Linked DNA regions of Capsicum annuum: region 1 is linked to region 2. The links are chromatin contacts, called in public Hi-C maps. All regions are on one chromosome and are shown on one strand. Each heading gives the region's core, a stretch centred on a gene start, on an enhancer-like site or on the middle of the called end of the contact. The rest is flanking DNA. Distances are from core to core; before and after follow the strand shown.

Evidence for each region. A called contact is a pair of places that touch in the nucleus more often than the background predicts.
Region 1: a Hi-C map of placenta shows a contact between it and region 2, with 3 times the contacts expected there. The contact joins two enhancer-like sites. A contact is called at or near these places in 2 of 5 Hi-C or Micro-C datasets (leaf and placenta).

Annotation. Positions count from the first base shown.
Region 1 is chr7:195,427,165-195,434,867 of UCD10Xv1.1, reverse strand. No RefSeq gene overlaps it. Among protein-coding and RNA genes, the nearest start is that of LOC107878275, 61 kb to the left of the region's middle. Within about 2 kb of position 6,402, at least 1 of the 5 cell types and tissues checked has an H3K27ac peak or open chromatin away from gene starts, as enhancers often do.
Region 2 is chr7:195,328,520-195,335,496 of UCD10Xv1.1, reverse strand. No RefSeq gene overlaps it. Among protein-coding and RNA genes, the nearest start is that of LOC107878274, 36 kb to the left of the region's middle. Within about 2 kb of position 1,991, at least 1 of the 5 cell types and tissues checked has an H3K27ac peak or open chromatin away from gene starts, as enhancers often do.

The sequences.
Region 1 (7,703 bases), core at 5,153-7,652, 95 kb before region 2:
ACAATTTTGAAAGCCATTGCCTGGATGCCTGTTCAAGGCCATAGATAGATTTTCTAGTTTACAAATCAAAGGGGCAAAAGTAGGTATGGAAGAAGATAATTCCAGACCCAAAGGAGGTTTCATATAAACTTCTTCATGTAAATCCCCATGGAGAAAAGCATATTTCACATCAAGTTGATACACAATCCAATTTCTTTTTGACAACAATTGGTAAAAGGACTTTAATAGTAGTAAACTTAACAACAGGGGAGAATGATTCAGTATAATTAGTGCCTTTCTTTTGAGTATCTCCTCTTATGGACATCCTAGATTTTTACCTCTTAATGAAACCATCAATTGCTTGTTTAACCTTGTAATCCTATTTGCAAGAAATGAGATTCTTTTGGGGAGGAAAAGGGATAAGGTCCCAAGTGCGATTGGCCTCAAGAGCCTGAAATTCTTTAAGCATAGATTCTTGCAAAGTAAGGTAAAAAACAACTTGCTGATAAGACTGATGTTCATGTATATTGAGTTCGTCAGAGAACACCTTGAAAGCTATAGAGATAACAAAAAAAGTAAGAAGAAGTGCAGGTAACCCTAGAGGACTTTCTGAGAGGAACATGAACAGAAGGACAAAAAACTAAATCAAAAAGTGAAGAAGGAGGTGAAATAAGAACTGGAATCATAGGACAAGGAGGAGTGGGCACAGAAATAACATAAGAAGGTGGAAGAATATGTAAATAGAAAGGAAGAGATAGAGAATGAAGTGGAGAGGAGCTGGTGGCATAGGAAAAAATATGCTCTTAGAAAATGACATCTCTGGAGAAGAAAACTGAATGAGTGGATAAGTTGAGAAACTTGTAACCTTTCTTAGCACATAGGTACCCAATGAACACACATGGTAAAGCCCTTGGCTGAAATTTGTCTCTGCCATAAGACAAAAGAATCATAACATTAACAACCAAAAGAAACAAGTGACCATAGAAAATGGGTTGTCCCATGTAGTTTTTCATAAGGTGACAGGTTATTTAAGACAGGTGATGGAAGTCTATTTATGGGTATGTGGCAGTTAGTACATGGTCACCCTAATATTTGATGCAGAGACGTAACTGGTACAGTAAAGCTCTGGATGTTTCAAGTAGGTGCCTATGCTTTGTTTCCACAACACTAATTTGCTGTGTTATATGTGGAATGAATGTTTGATGTAAAATTCCATTTTCATCAAAAAAGGAAGAAGTTTCAAGGCTAGTGCCTAATTCATATGTATTGTTAGATCTAAAGGATTGTACAAAGGTATGGAAGTGTACTTTCACCATGGACACAAAATTTTTGAGTATTAAAAGGGAATTACCCTTGAAATGAGTTGAGTCCAAGTGACCCTATTGAAATCATCAACTAGTGTAAGAAAATATCTAAATTCATTGTAAGTCCTTGTGTGATAAGGACCTCATCTGTCAATATGGACTAGTTAAAAAAGAGTTGTAGAATGAATAATGCTAAGTGGGAAAGCGAGTTTGTGTTGTCTGGATTTGGGACAAACATCACACGAGAAGTTCTATTTTACAAGAAGTTTGGAATGTAAAGAAGGAATAAACTTCATTTTATGGTAAGGTATATTCCCCAACCTTTAGTGCCAGAATAAACCCACTTTATTATTGCTTTCAGAAATATTATAGATAGGAAATTCATCACTATTTATCTGATTGCAACTGGAAGTAGATTTACAAGTAAAAACAGTATTAGGGTAATCAGTAGAATAGAATTGAATCTATTTAATTTACAAGTAGGGACAGTATTAGAGTGATTAGGACTTGAGTTGTTGGATGTAGTTGGAGTAGCACAGTAGTAGTACAAATCATTTGCAGCTTTACCAATTTCTAGTGGTCTTTTCAAAGAAGGGCCCTGTAAATGACAAGCAAAAATGGAAAATATAGCTAAACGACATAATTGTTTAAGGAGTTGATAGATAGAAAGTAAGTTAAAATGAAATGAAGGAACCAAAAAGACATTGTGTAAGGTGATGTCATCTCTTTAATGTAGGAAACCAGTAGAGATAACTTTAACCTTATATCTATTTGGTAAAGTACTGAGAAATGAGACAGCTAAAGGTTGTAAATTGTGTAAAAGTTGTTTGTGAGGTGTCATGTGGTTTGAAACTCCTAAGTCTAAGATCCAATATTTACTCCTAAGTGTGACGAACCGCATATACTATAACCATCAAAAGTAAAAATGGAATTATTTGACAAACTTGCAAAGTTTGCATAACCTGATGGCTTACCATAAGGAAGATGTTGATTAGCTGGTGAGAGTTGAGCTTGTTGAAACAAACTCATAAGATGACTATGCTATTACTTGTTGAATCCATGAGCAGATCCCTCTTGAGAGGATAAAATAGATGAATCGGTACCAAAATGAGTTGAGGTTGCAGAGATATTTGAATCCAACATCTGGACACAGAAAACAATTGATTTCTTGTTCTTTATGAACTTGAAATCAGCTAGAAAGCCATGAAGCCTATAGCATGTTTCAATGTCGTGTCCAGTTTTTTTTTTTTGAAATATTTGTAAGTCAGGGATCCACTTTGATACTTATTAGAGTTGAAGGACACTCTTTGGTTGAAAGGTTTACTGTTCGAGTTAGGTATAGAGATGGAAACTGTAAAGGAAGTTGACTTACTGAAAATTTTTGAAATTTTAGGATTGTGCTTCCTTATAGATCTCATTTTATTGTCAAAAAGCATAGACCTTACTGAGAGATGGCAAAGGTGTCATCATCAGTGTATTGATCTTCATAGTAGAATAAGTTCCATTTCATCCACCGAGGAATTGAAATAACTATTGATCTTAGACAAATTTAATTAGAGCTCTACATGTGCATTCGGGACCAACATAGGGGGCATTAAGTTCATCCCAAAGACTTCTCATTTTTATGAAATATGTAGTTATGTTGGAAGAACCTTGAACAGTGGAGTTGATTTTCCTTTGAATTTGTATATATCTAGACCCATAACTGACCAAATCTATCATTCCTATTCTTCCAGCCATCCTTAGCAATAGAATGACACATCACACTTACTTCTATATCTTTTGAAAGAGAATTAATGATCCAGGCCTTTCACCATGTGATCATATCTTTCCCAGAAGTGAAAATATGGATTATTAGAATCAGGTCTAGGGAATCTACCATTTACCATGCCTAGTTTGTTCTTAGCAGACGGGGAAGTGATAATACTATTTCTCCATATAGCAAATCCATTGTCATTGAAGATAACATGAACTAACTGAAAACTAGGACTTTCAGAAGGATGTATATAATAAGGATGTGATGGATCCAAGGTCAATTCCTCAAAACCACCATTATTAGTCAAAGGTGCACTAGTACTAGCATGTTGAGCATTGCTCACAGGATTCACCATCACAAATATATGTTCAATAGGCAACTATACACAATATGCGCAAATTATAGCTCAACCAAACAAATCTAAAACTGATATAGGTGAAATACCACTGATATCGCACCAAACACAGTTTATGGATAGAGATTACCGGTCTTTTTATTAAACTCGAAGAAGATACGACCTTGTTCAGCCTGAAAACTCGAATTTGATCTCCATCATTGCCTCCATGAAGCTTCAAAACACCACTCGAGGGTAGGATCGAACGAAAAGGGATATTTAGATCTACCAAATAACCCACTTTGATACCATTTCCAAATAACCCACTTTGATACCATGTTAAGCTAAGAAACTAGCTGAAATTGACAAATCAGTCAACTGAAAACCCTAACTCAGATGAGATATAAGAGTGAACAAAAGAGGAAAGAAACCATTCATTGAATTGGAAAAAATCTCCCTACCCCCGTACCCCACTCATCCCTCTTATTTATAGTCATTACAAGTGGGCCGGGTTTCACACTTAGTACAAAATATGGAGCCTAAAGAAATTCTAAAAATTACACAAATACACAACTTATGTTTTTAATATTACAAAAAATCCCAACTCCCTAAACATATTACAAAAATCCCAACATATACACGGAATGTTATGTATATGACGGCTATGTTATGTATATTAATAGGGAGAGAGAGTAAAGTAATTAAAAAAGTGGAAGAAAGTGTAATTACTTCTAAAAAGGTTGTTATTTATGTTATTTATACGAAGAAATTATTACAATATAGAGGCCTAATAGAAATATACAAGCCCAAGAAAAATATACAAAGTTCAATATTAAATGAAAAACAATGTAAAGCAAAAAATTACATCTACCATGTGACTGTTACGTAATTCCAACAGAACAGCAGAGGAAGAGAAAGAGAAAAAAAAAAAATACGAAATAGAAAATTATCTAGAAATAAATTGCTAACCTACTATAGCAGGTTAATATTACTTGCTGGTATAAAAAAATTAATACACCGACGATGCACACAATTTAAACTCAATCATTTTATTTGGAACCTAATTGAATATGCATGAGCATCTTGATGTTCACTTTAATTAAATCGGATTGCATAAATTAAAATTTAAGTTAGTGAACAGGTCCAAAGGGAAATCAAAATATGCACAGCTGTAACAATGATATACAGTGAAAGAATACATACTATATGGCAAGACAGAAATCTGAGAAATTTTTAACAAATGGAGAGGGATCATCAAAATACTGGAGAAATTGCATTTGTGATCAATGCTAGAAACACTGCTAGACTGAAGGTAATGCTGCAGAAGCTAATATTTTTAATCGATCAAGTTCTGAATTGGCATAGAAAGGATGGCCAAAAATTGTAAATAATGGTACCCTGACCCTCAATTAACAAAGTATAGTTAATACAACAACAACAAACCTAGTATATTCCCACATAGTGAGGTCTGGGGAGGGTAAGATGTACGCAGTCCATACCACTACCTCCGGAGAAGTAGCAAGGCTGTTTCCGATAGACCCCCGGCAAAGTATAGTTAATACTGATGAGGCATTTTATCCAACACAGAACATTTAAGAAAAATTCAAGAACACATACCTTCACCCTTTTATTAAGGTCTCTGGCTTTTTGATCATTCTTAAAATGATCACGCGCTGGCTGCATTTCACATTGAAAACTAAGTCAGTCAGACAATTGAAGAAAGGAGGATATACAAATATATTAAAAGGGTAGAGCTGAGTACGCTGAAGCTCCCGCTATACACAGGTCCGATAAAAGGCCGGACCACAAAAATAATAAATAATATGTGTGTGTCGTCCTAATTTTGCAACACCATAGTCTATTCAACATAAACTATTTCAATCTCAAGCTCATCAGATACTAGTCATCAAATGTTCACCATCTCAAATTTAGTATTAGTTGATATTTTAAATTGCCGATATACTGATTCTTTTTTATCAAGTAATAAGATTTATTACTTGAAATTGAAAATATAAATAAAAAATGAGAATACACTACAAATAAATAAGTTAATTCGAAGGGTGTTGGGGCTATACTAATTGTATATATCAGACTCAAAGAACTATGAGGTAATAACACCGACAATCAAGAGATCAACTTTCACATTAGCGCTACTAAAGTAAAAGAAGAATATCAAAATGCAGAGTCAATGCGAAACAAACAGGTCAAAATTTCCAAATGTGTCAATTTGTGGTTAAATACAAGGACTACACAGGAGATTAAGTCTTTAAGATAATGAACTATTTTGAATGCATACCTGTAGTATCTTATTGAGTGCTTTAGTTCATGCAAGTTTGAGGTCAGCAGGATGCAAGCTCCCACTTTCACCAAGCATGAGCTAAAATAATGATACTATTGTTAGCAAATCGGCTGGATGGATATGAGCAAATGTGTGAAATGACTCACCTGTCATCGCCATTCTAAGCACCTCGTTCAATTTTGAACTCATCAAAGCAAGGAAGGACGATATACAATGTACTCCAGACATGGATTCTTCTCAACAACCTTTGGTGGACAAAAAGCCTTTGGTGTTCATGCATAGCACAGAAAAAAAATACTGTCATTACAATAGAAAAATCTATTACAAACTCCGGCACTCAGCCCAAAAACAATTATAGCAGAGTGTTAACAGGTGAATAATACATATAGCTAGATAGCCTAGAGGTAAAATCTGAAGATTCCTCTTCATCATCCATGTAAATTGAAGAAGAGTGGTGACATCTTCTCTTGACCTTCTTGCAAGTCAGGGAGCACATCTGTACACAAAGATCATAAGGAGAAAAAACATATCAAAGAGAAGACCTAGTCAAGTAAAAATAGACCTAATTATGAAAAGATTATCATACGATGGGACAATATGATAGGTTTGTTTTTCCTCGTGATGTCATCTCAGTACGCTCTTGCAAGTACATTAACCTTTCGCTGGTCCATGCTGAGTTGACAGATGTCAGCCTATAAACAACAAAAGTCCTTATTTATCTGGTGCAATCATGATTAAACAAATAATTACTGCACTATGGGACAGAAGACTTTACAAAGCACACATATTCACATAATAGTACCGGCAACCAATGAAACAAAAAATACACAGCTTGCATATCTGTCAATATCAAGAAGCATATGCTAGTGAAACTAGAAGCTCAAGGCAAGCCAGCTATATGCATAGAAACAGCCGGCAATGCATTTTTTACTCACTGGTAACCTAGACAATCAAGAAATATAATGATATTGCAAGATTTACACCAGACAGGCAAGAAGTTGATTAATTTCCTTCTATTCTTTCTAATAAAGTCTTATATTTGACTTATCCCGATAACTGAATAAGAAAGAAAATATTTCCACATAGTTAGCTGCCGTTAACTCATAATTTGGCAGCACCTTATAATGAAGAAAAAGCATGTAAGCAAACCAGGAGAAACAAGAGATGTTTAAATGCTTTAACCTTTACCTTAAAACCCTTTGAAGCTTATTCCTTCGAGATATGTCCATAACAAGAGGTCAGCACTCATCAGCTCTGGAATTGTTCTCTTTTGAAGCCCACAAGAATTCTAGTTGATCCCCTTCAAGATAGCCTTCGATAACTCAATAAAATACTCACTAAGAACTCTAATTTTCTTCATATCACCTCACATCTTGTTATTTAGCTGGGCAAACCAATCTGCAATCAAGATCTTCACCTTGCAGCCAGCCGAAGTCTGTTTGCTGACATTTAGTGCCTTCAAAACTATCTGCTTAGCAAAGAAATTGTAAAAGAGAAAAAAAACAATCATGAGATGCTAAAAAGAATACATAACTGCACAGGAGCCCCTCCACTAAGTTCAATAACTGACCTTTACAAATGTAACAGGAAGAAGGAATGATATAAAATACAGATTTTCCTATCGATTTATTTAACAATGTATTACTGACGTTGCAGTGACCCAATTACCTGGTGCTTTATTTGGTTCTGAATATTTGACATCCATTTTCAGAAAGTACGAAAATTAGTTGGTTGGCCATTGACATCTTAGAAGATTTCATAATCTTTATCACTTAGTTTTAGACTTCACAGGAATATCTTAGCTGATGAATTAATAGTTGTTCTTTTTGTTTCTTTAGTACCTTTAGTACTTCCTGTACCTGTCATTGCTTCTTGGATTATTTACATGTATTCAAGCTCTTAGTTTTGCGAGGTGATGAAATTAAAAGTAAGTTCTGGTGAATAAGAAGCAAATAACTTCTAGGGGTTAAAAAGAAAGTAGGACAATAACTTAAGCTTCTGAAAGGTGGTTCCTGACAGGCCCCTCATTCG
Region 2 (6,977 bases), core at 742-3,241:
AAGTAGTATTTAAAGTAGTATATATTCTACATATATGTGTATATATTTTCTATAGACTAAAATAGTATATATTTAATGTATACTTGTGTATATGTTTCTAAACAAGTATTTTATGTAATGTATATATTGTACGTATATATGTCCATATATTTTCTATAGAATCTAAACAAGTATATATTTAAAGTATACATGTGTATATGTTTTCTAAAGTAGTATATATTTAGTATATATATGTTGTATTTATACTTTTTCAAGTAGTATTTAAAGTAGTATATATATTATATTGTACGTATATATGTGTATATATTTTCTATAGACTCTAAACTAGTATATATTTAAAGTATACATGTCTATATGTTTTCTAAAGTAGTATATATTTAGTGTATATACGCTGTATGTATATTGTTTCAAGTAGTATTTAAAGTAGTATATATATTACATTGTACCTATATTTGTGCATATATTTTCTATAGAATCTAAACTAGTATATATTTAAAGTATACATGCGTATACATTTTCTAAAGTAGTATATATTTAGTGTATATATGTTGTATGTATATTATTTCAAGTAGTATTTAAAGTAGTATATATATTATATTGTAAGTATACGGTATATATGTGCATATATTTTCTATAGAATCTAAACTAGTATATACTTAAAGTATACATGCATTTATGTTTTCTAAAGTAGTATATATTTAGTGTATACATGTTGTATATATATTGTTTCAAGTAGTATTTAAAGTAGTATATATATTATATTGTATGTATATTTGTTTATATATTTTCTATACACTCTAAACTAGTATATATTTAATGTATACATGTTTATATGTTTTCTAAAGTAATATATATTTAGTGTATATATATTGTATCTGTATTGTTTAACGTATTTAAAATTTATATAGGTGTGTATATATTGAAAAAAACATGAAAATTTTGAATTTATTTATTTATTTACATTTTGACCTATTTTAACCGGTCCAAAACGGATAGACGCTAAGTGGGCCGGTTCCGATCCATTTCAGCAAATTTTACTATTTAGGTCCGGACGGATCGACCCGTTAAGACTAACCGAGACCGGACCGGCCCAGAACCCGATAAAATTACTTGGGCCGGTGCCGGTTTGAACCCGACTGGCCCGGTTAACAGCCATACACTGACCATTATTTAACGTTTTCTCGTTTATTTTCTGTCTGTTCGAACAGGATGCATGGCAAATCGTGGTACAAAAAGTCCATACATTTTTAAAATGGAAAATAGTCATATACTAAATAATATGAAAATATCCGCAACAAGGAGAAGAAAAGAACTAAGGAAACGGTAAAAATATCATGGGATATCTTGTTTTGACACCATCTTTTGATCTATTCCACCTAACACCTTTTTAAAAATATTGCGTATACACACATTTTTAATATGTGGTGTCTGAAGTTATATATGAACAACATTCGTGTGTTTCTGCTTGAAATTCAAGTAAAAATAATTGGACTAGAACCATTTTTAAAAAAAAAAAAGTTCAGACGGCCATGTGCATGAATTACGATCAGAAATGGTTGAAGCAAGGAAAAATTGACTGAATTTCAATCATATGTGGCTAGAGTTCAAACAAAACTTGCTGAAGTCCGGTTAAAAATAATTAAGCTTCAGCCATATGTGATTGAAATTTCGGTGAAAATGGTTAAACTTTTATCGTACATGTTTGAAATAAGACCAGAAAAATGACTGAAATTTCAGTCATATATAACCAAAACTGATCGAAGTGAGCAAAAACGACTTGAATTTCAACTCTATGAAACTTTAACTTTTATGTCTGAAGTAAGACTTGATCAAAACTAATTTCAAACAAGGTAGAAATGAAGTTGTTCAAATTTAAGTGACTCTACGTACAAAAAAGTTTCAAAAAGCGGCCACAAGTTAAATAGGGGCGTCAAAGAGAGATATCCCTGCACTTCTCCCATATTAACGACAAGCAAGCCCAAATTTGAAATTGAAAGCAAAAGCCCAAATTTAAATATGTTGGATACTCTATCCAAGACCCGTTTGGACAAGGGAAAATTTCAGAAATAGCAATTATAGAGCCTTAATTGTAACTTTTATAGCAACGTTTCATAATTACGTAAAATAGCAAATTATATTTTGTATTTAAGTAAACTATTGTTATACAAATACATATACAACAAGATTTACTGCTCTTGTTTTATTCAAATTAGTTGAGTTAAATAAGGAATAATTACTCAATCTAATTAAATTTTTCATAAATTACTCTTATTTAAATTAGTAGATTCCTTTTCCAAATCAAACTCAAATATGAATATTATTATTTTCATGATCTTCAAAATTTCAAAATATAATTCTCTTATATCTCTAACTATTTTTTCTTGTTAGTTTTTTTATTTTTTTAATATTTTTTTATTTTAATTTCTTTTTCTTTTGCATTTTTTTTCTTTCCACTTTATTTTCTGTTTTCTACTTCTCTTTTTTTTTGTTTTTTAATTTATTTTTTTTTCTTTTTTCATTTTTCATTTTTTAATTTATTTATTTTTTTTCGTTTTTTTATTTATTTATTTTTTCTTTTTTCGTTTTCTTCTTCTTCTTCTTCTTTTAAATCGCTTTTGTTTTTACACTTCTATTTTCCAGTTCCTATTTCTTTTTCTTTTTTTTCTTTTTTCACTTCTTTTTTTTTTTTGAATTTTTATTTTTCGTTTTTGTTTTTTTCTATTTTTTATTTTTTCTTTTTTTTTACTCTTCTATCTCTATCTTTTATTTTTAAAAGACAAATATCTATATCATATACACATATTCAAAAAATATATAAAATAAATAGACATACAAATCTGCATAGGTATTTACGGTAAAAAACATACATATATATCTGCATATGTATTTACAGAAATACATGTTTGACTCACATATATATATAAACATATAGGACACAAAATCTATATAACAAATGACAATTATATACATATACATATAGGTAATAAAAAAAATACATGATACATATATTAAACAGTAAAATAAAACAAATAAGTGCATATGTTACCCTCTAAAATGACATAGTATGTACAGTTCAAAGATAAATTCAATACCGTATAAAATACATATAGCTCTGCATATGTATTTACAGAATACATACCTGATTCATATGTATATTCTTATTTTATATGAGTCACCTTTGTATTTCGCAAATAAATATGAAGATATATAGTATAGTTATGTTTTTTAGTTACTGTTTAATATGAATATGATATGTATTTCGTATGTATGTTTTGTACTGAAATACATATCTAGATCTAGCTGTATGACTATGTATTTTGTATGCTTTTTTGAATATGTATATATGATATACATATTTGTCTTTTCAAAATAAAAGTTAGAGATAGAAGAGTAAAAAAAGAAAAAAAGAAAAAAAGAAAAAAACGAAAAAATAGAAGTGAAAAAGAAAAAAAGGAAGAAAGACAAAATAGAAGTATAAAAATAAAAGAAAAAAAACAAAATAAAATAGAAAAAAAAACAAGAACAAAACGAAAATAGAAAAAGAAAAAAAAGATATGAGAAATGAAAAAAAAAAAACTAAAAAAAAAATAGAAGAGCGAAAATAAAGTGGAAAGAAAAAATGAAAAAGAAAAAAATTAAAATAAAATGATTAAAAAATAAGATGAAAAAAACTAATAAGCAAAAAAAGGTAGAGATACAAGAGAGTGAAAGATAGTAATGATGTTTTATATTGAAATCTTGAAGATCATGGAGATAATTATCTTCAAATATGAAAAAGAGAAAAAAAAAACAAACAAAAAAACGAAAAAGAAAAAAAAAAGAAATAGAAGAGAGAAAATAAAGTGGAAATAAAAAAATAAAAAAAATAGAAAAAAATAAGATAAAAAAAAAAAGGTAAAACATATGGTTATATTTGAGAGAGGTGAAATAGTGGAGTGAAAATAGAAAAATCTAAAGTAGTTAGAGTAAAACATGCACTTGCCTAGTTAATGAGTAAAATAATGTTACTCTTGCTATATAAACTGTAATTTTACAAAAGTATTGTTATTTATTGTAATTATGATTTTAAGTATGCTACTTTTTGTAATTTTTTCTTTGGACAATGAGGACCTCATTATGAGGTTAGTATTAATAAAGCCCAAAGAAACCGGTCTCCAACTCAATCAACAACTTTAGAGCTCCCATTTTGTGGGGGTCTAGGGAAGGACTAGTAGACAATGGTCTATTATGCAGTCTTACTCTACAGTTCTGCAAACGGCTATTTTCACTATTCAAACCTATGATTTCCTGGTCACACAGGACATCAACTTTTGCGTAAAGCTGAGGGTGGATTTATGTGGTGTACGATATTGTTCAAAAAAAAATATTTTCTTTGCAAAATCATATTTGCTATTAACAATTATCTTTATTAATAGAGTTTTGGATATATACTTCTATGAAGAGGAATAAGTTATAGTACGAAGGGGCATACAGTCCCAGTTCTTATTAGTATTACTAAGGGTCCATTTGATTGGGAACAAGTTATCTCCGGATAACTTATTCCACCCTCAAGATGAGATAAAAATAACACTATAATTTTGAAATCATTAATTTCAGTATAAGATGAATTATCTGTTATCTCTCTTATCCATATGTTGACAGGTGTGTAGATACAACTCAACTGAGTGTTTTACCGACAAAGTTATATGATAGATATTCTAAATTAGTTTTCTTTGCCACAGCCAAGGCTGTCAAGAGGGCCGGACCGGGCCAACCCAGAACAGGAACGTAAAAATAACCAGGTTGTGGGCCGAGTCGGGTCCGAATTAGGGTTAAGCAGGCCGAGTCGGTCCGAGCTCAATAGTAAAATTTATAAAAACAACCCTAACCCGGCCCACTTAATCCAACCCGGTTAAACTCACTTAAACCCAGCCAAATCCGGTTAAAAAAATCGGTCAAACTCGGTCAAAATATTTAAAAAAAAAAAAATTTAATATACATTATATATATCCACCTATATACATTATAAATACATTAAACAATATATATACACTAAGATATAGTATATATGTAACACCCCATATTCAAGTACGTGTATAGGCGTATTCAAGTACGTGTATTGGTCTTATTTATATGGAATTTATTTTATTTTATTTTATTTATACCGAAATTTGCCCGTCGATGGTTCCATACGAAGGTATTGAATAAGCTTTCCAACGATATAAAGATTTCCAAAAACGGATAGGTTTCGGATATAATCGAGCACGTTCGAAACTATAAAACGGTGGCCGGGATATTAGGAATAGTAAATGTGCAGGAAAATTTCCTGCACACAAACTACTGAGGCCAGCCAATTTTTTGGGTCAACTTTGAACGATCATAACTCCCTTAATATAATGAACTGGGAGATCTGTGACCTATGAAAAGAAATATCTTTGAGTCTTCTTTCCAATGCAATTGGTTTCATCCAAATCCAACGTCTAAGTAAGGAGTTATACTCGTTTTACTTCAGCCTCTCAAAACAGATTTTTAGGGTCAACTTCAAACGATCATAACTCCTTGTACAGGACGAACTGGGTGGCCTACTTTATATCAAATGAAATCCCTTTGAATTATCTTTCCAACGATACCAATTTCATCCAAATCCGATATCGTAGCAAAGAGTTATGGTCGATCTACTTTAGCTTATCAAAACAGTCCACCAAAGGACAGATTTGACATTATTTAAATTTTAAAGGCACTTTGGTCATTCCCTATGATATTATGGACGGGAATATGTGTACATATACATGTATATGAGTTCAAAAACTCATTTTCATCATCATTCATTTAGAAAGAACAAACCCTAGCCAAATTTGACCTTTAAATTACTTTTGATTCAACCGTAGAAATTTCAAAGTAATCCGATAACTGCGTTTGTCATCTCGAGAGCTTCGAACGGCACCTATTATTTGTGCAAACAGGATTGCATAATCAAGAGGTGAATTCTAAGGTATGAATATTGTTTGCCTTTGTTCTCTTCCATATGTATATTTGTGATAGAGGATTATATGTATTGGTTGTTATTGAAAGGTGATGAAAATAGGGTTATGGACTATTTTGCATGGTTTGGTTGTACTGAATTGTGGAAAGAGGATATGTTAATTGGGTTATAGAAGGTGGATATGGTAATTGAGTTATGGAAGGTGGATATGGTGATATACTATTGAATTGATGATTATTTATGCCTATGGCTCAATTTGGTTTAATGGATTGGTTGGAAGGATAAATGAATCCAAACTTGATATTGGAGGATGTTGTATGAATATGCATGACATGTAAATGTAATTGGAGTATAAGAAGGTTAAAGTGACACTCTTTATGGTGTAATAAGGCTTACTACTTAACCACTAGTTTGGTGAATTCAAATAATTGAATTGTAACGTTTGGTCGCTAATACTAGATTGCTATATATGTTCATTGTAGATAAGTAATCCGAAAAGATGAGAAGTCCATTTGGGACTAGTATTGAAGGTTGACAGTCAGGTATGTAAAGCATACTCTATACCATATCTTTGGCATGAAAGTGAACAATTGTTCTATTAAGAAAGTTTCCAAAGTTATTCAATAACATGTGATCCATAATGGTTTTGTATGATGTCCTACATTACCAATGAACTTGTTCCCACCCTACAAGATGTCAAGACATTTCAATACTTACTTGTTTTCCAAATCTTACATGTTTATTGCACTAATGGATGTCAGAAGGTATCTGGTTACTCAAACAAGATCCATGTGCTATTAATGAATCCAAACTGTTTCATTGATATACCAATAAGTTCCTACTTCATTGTTATGGCATTGATGACTCCAAAACACTTTATTGATGTGCCAATGAGTTCTTACTTCATTGTTATTGCATTGATGGTCTATTTATATGTCTCTTATTGATGAATCATTGTTTCAAAGTATCAAAAATGTGGTGGCAACCGAAATAACAATCTCAAAGATTAATTGAA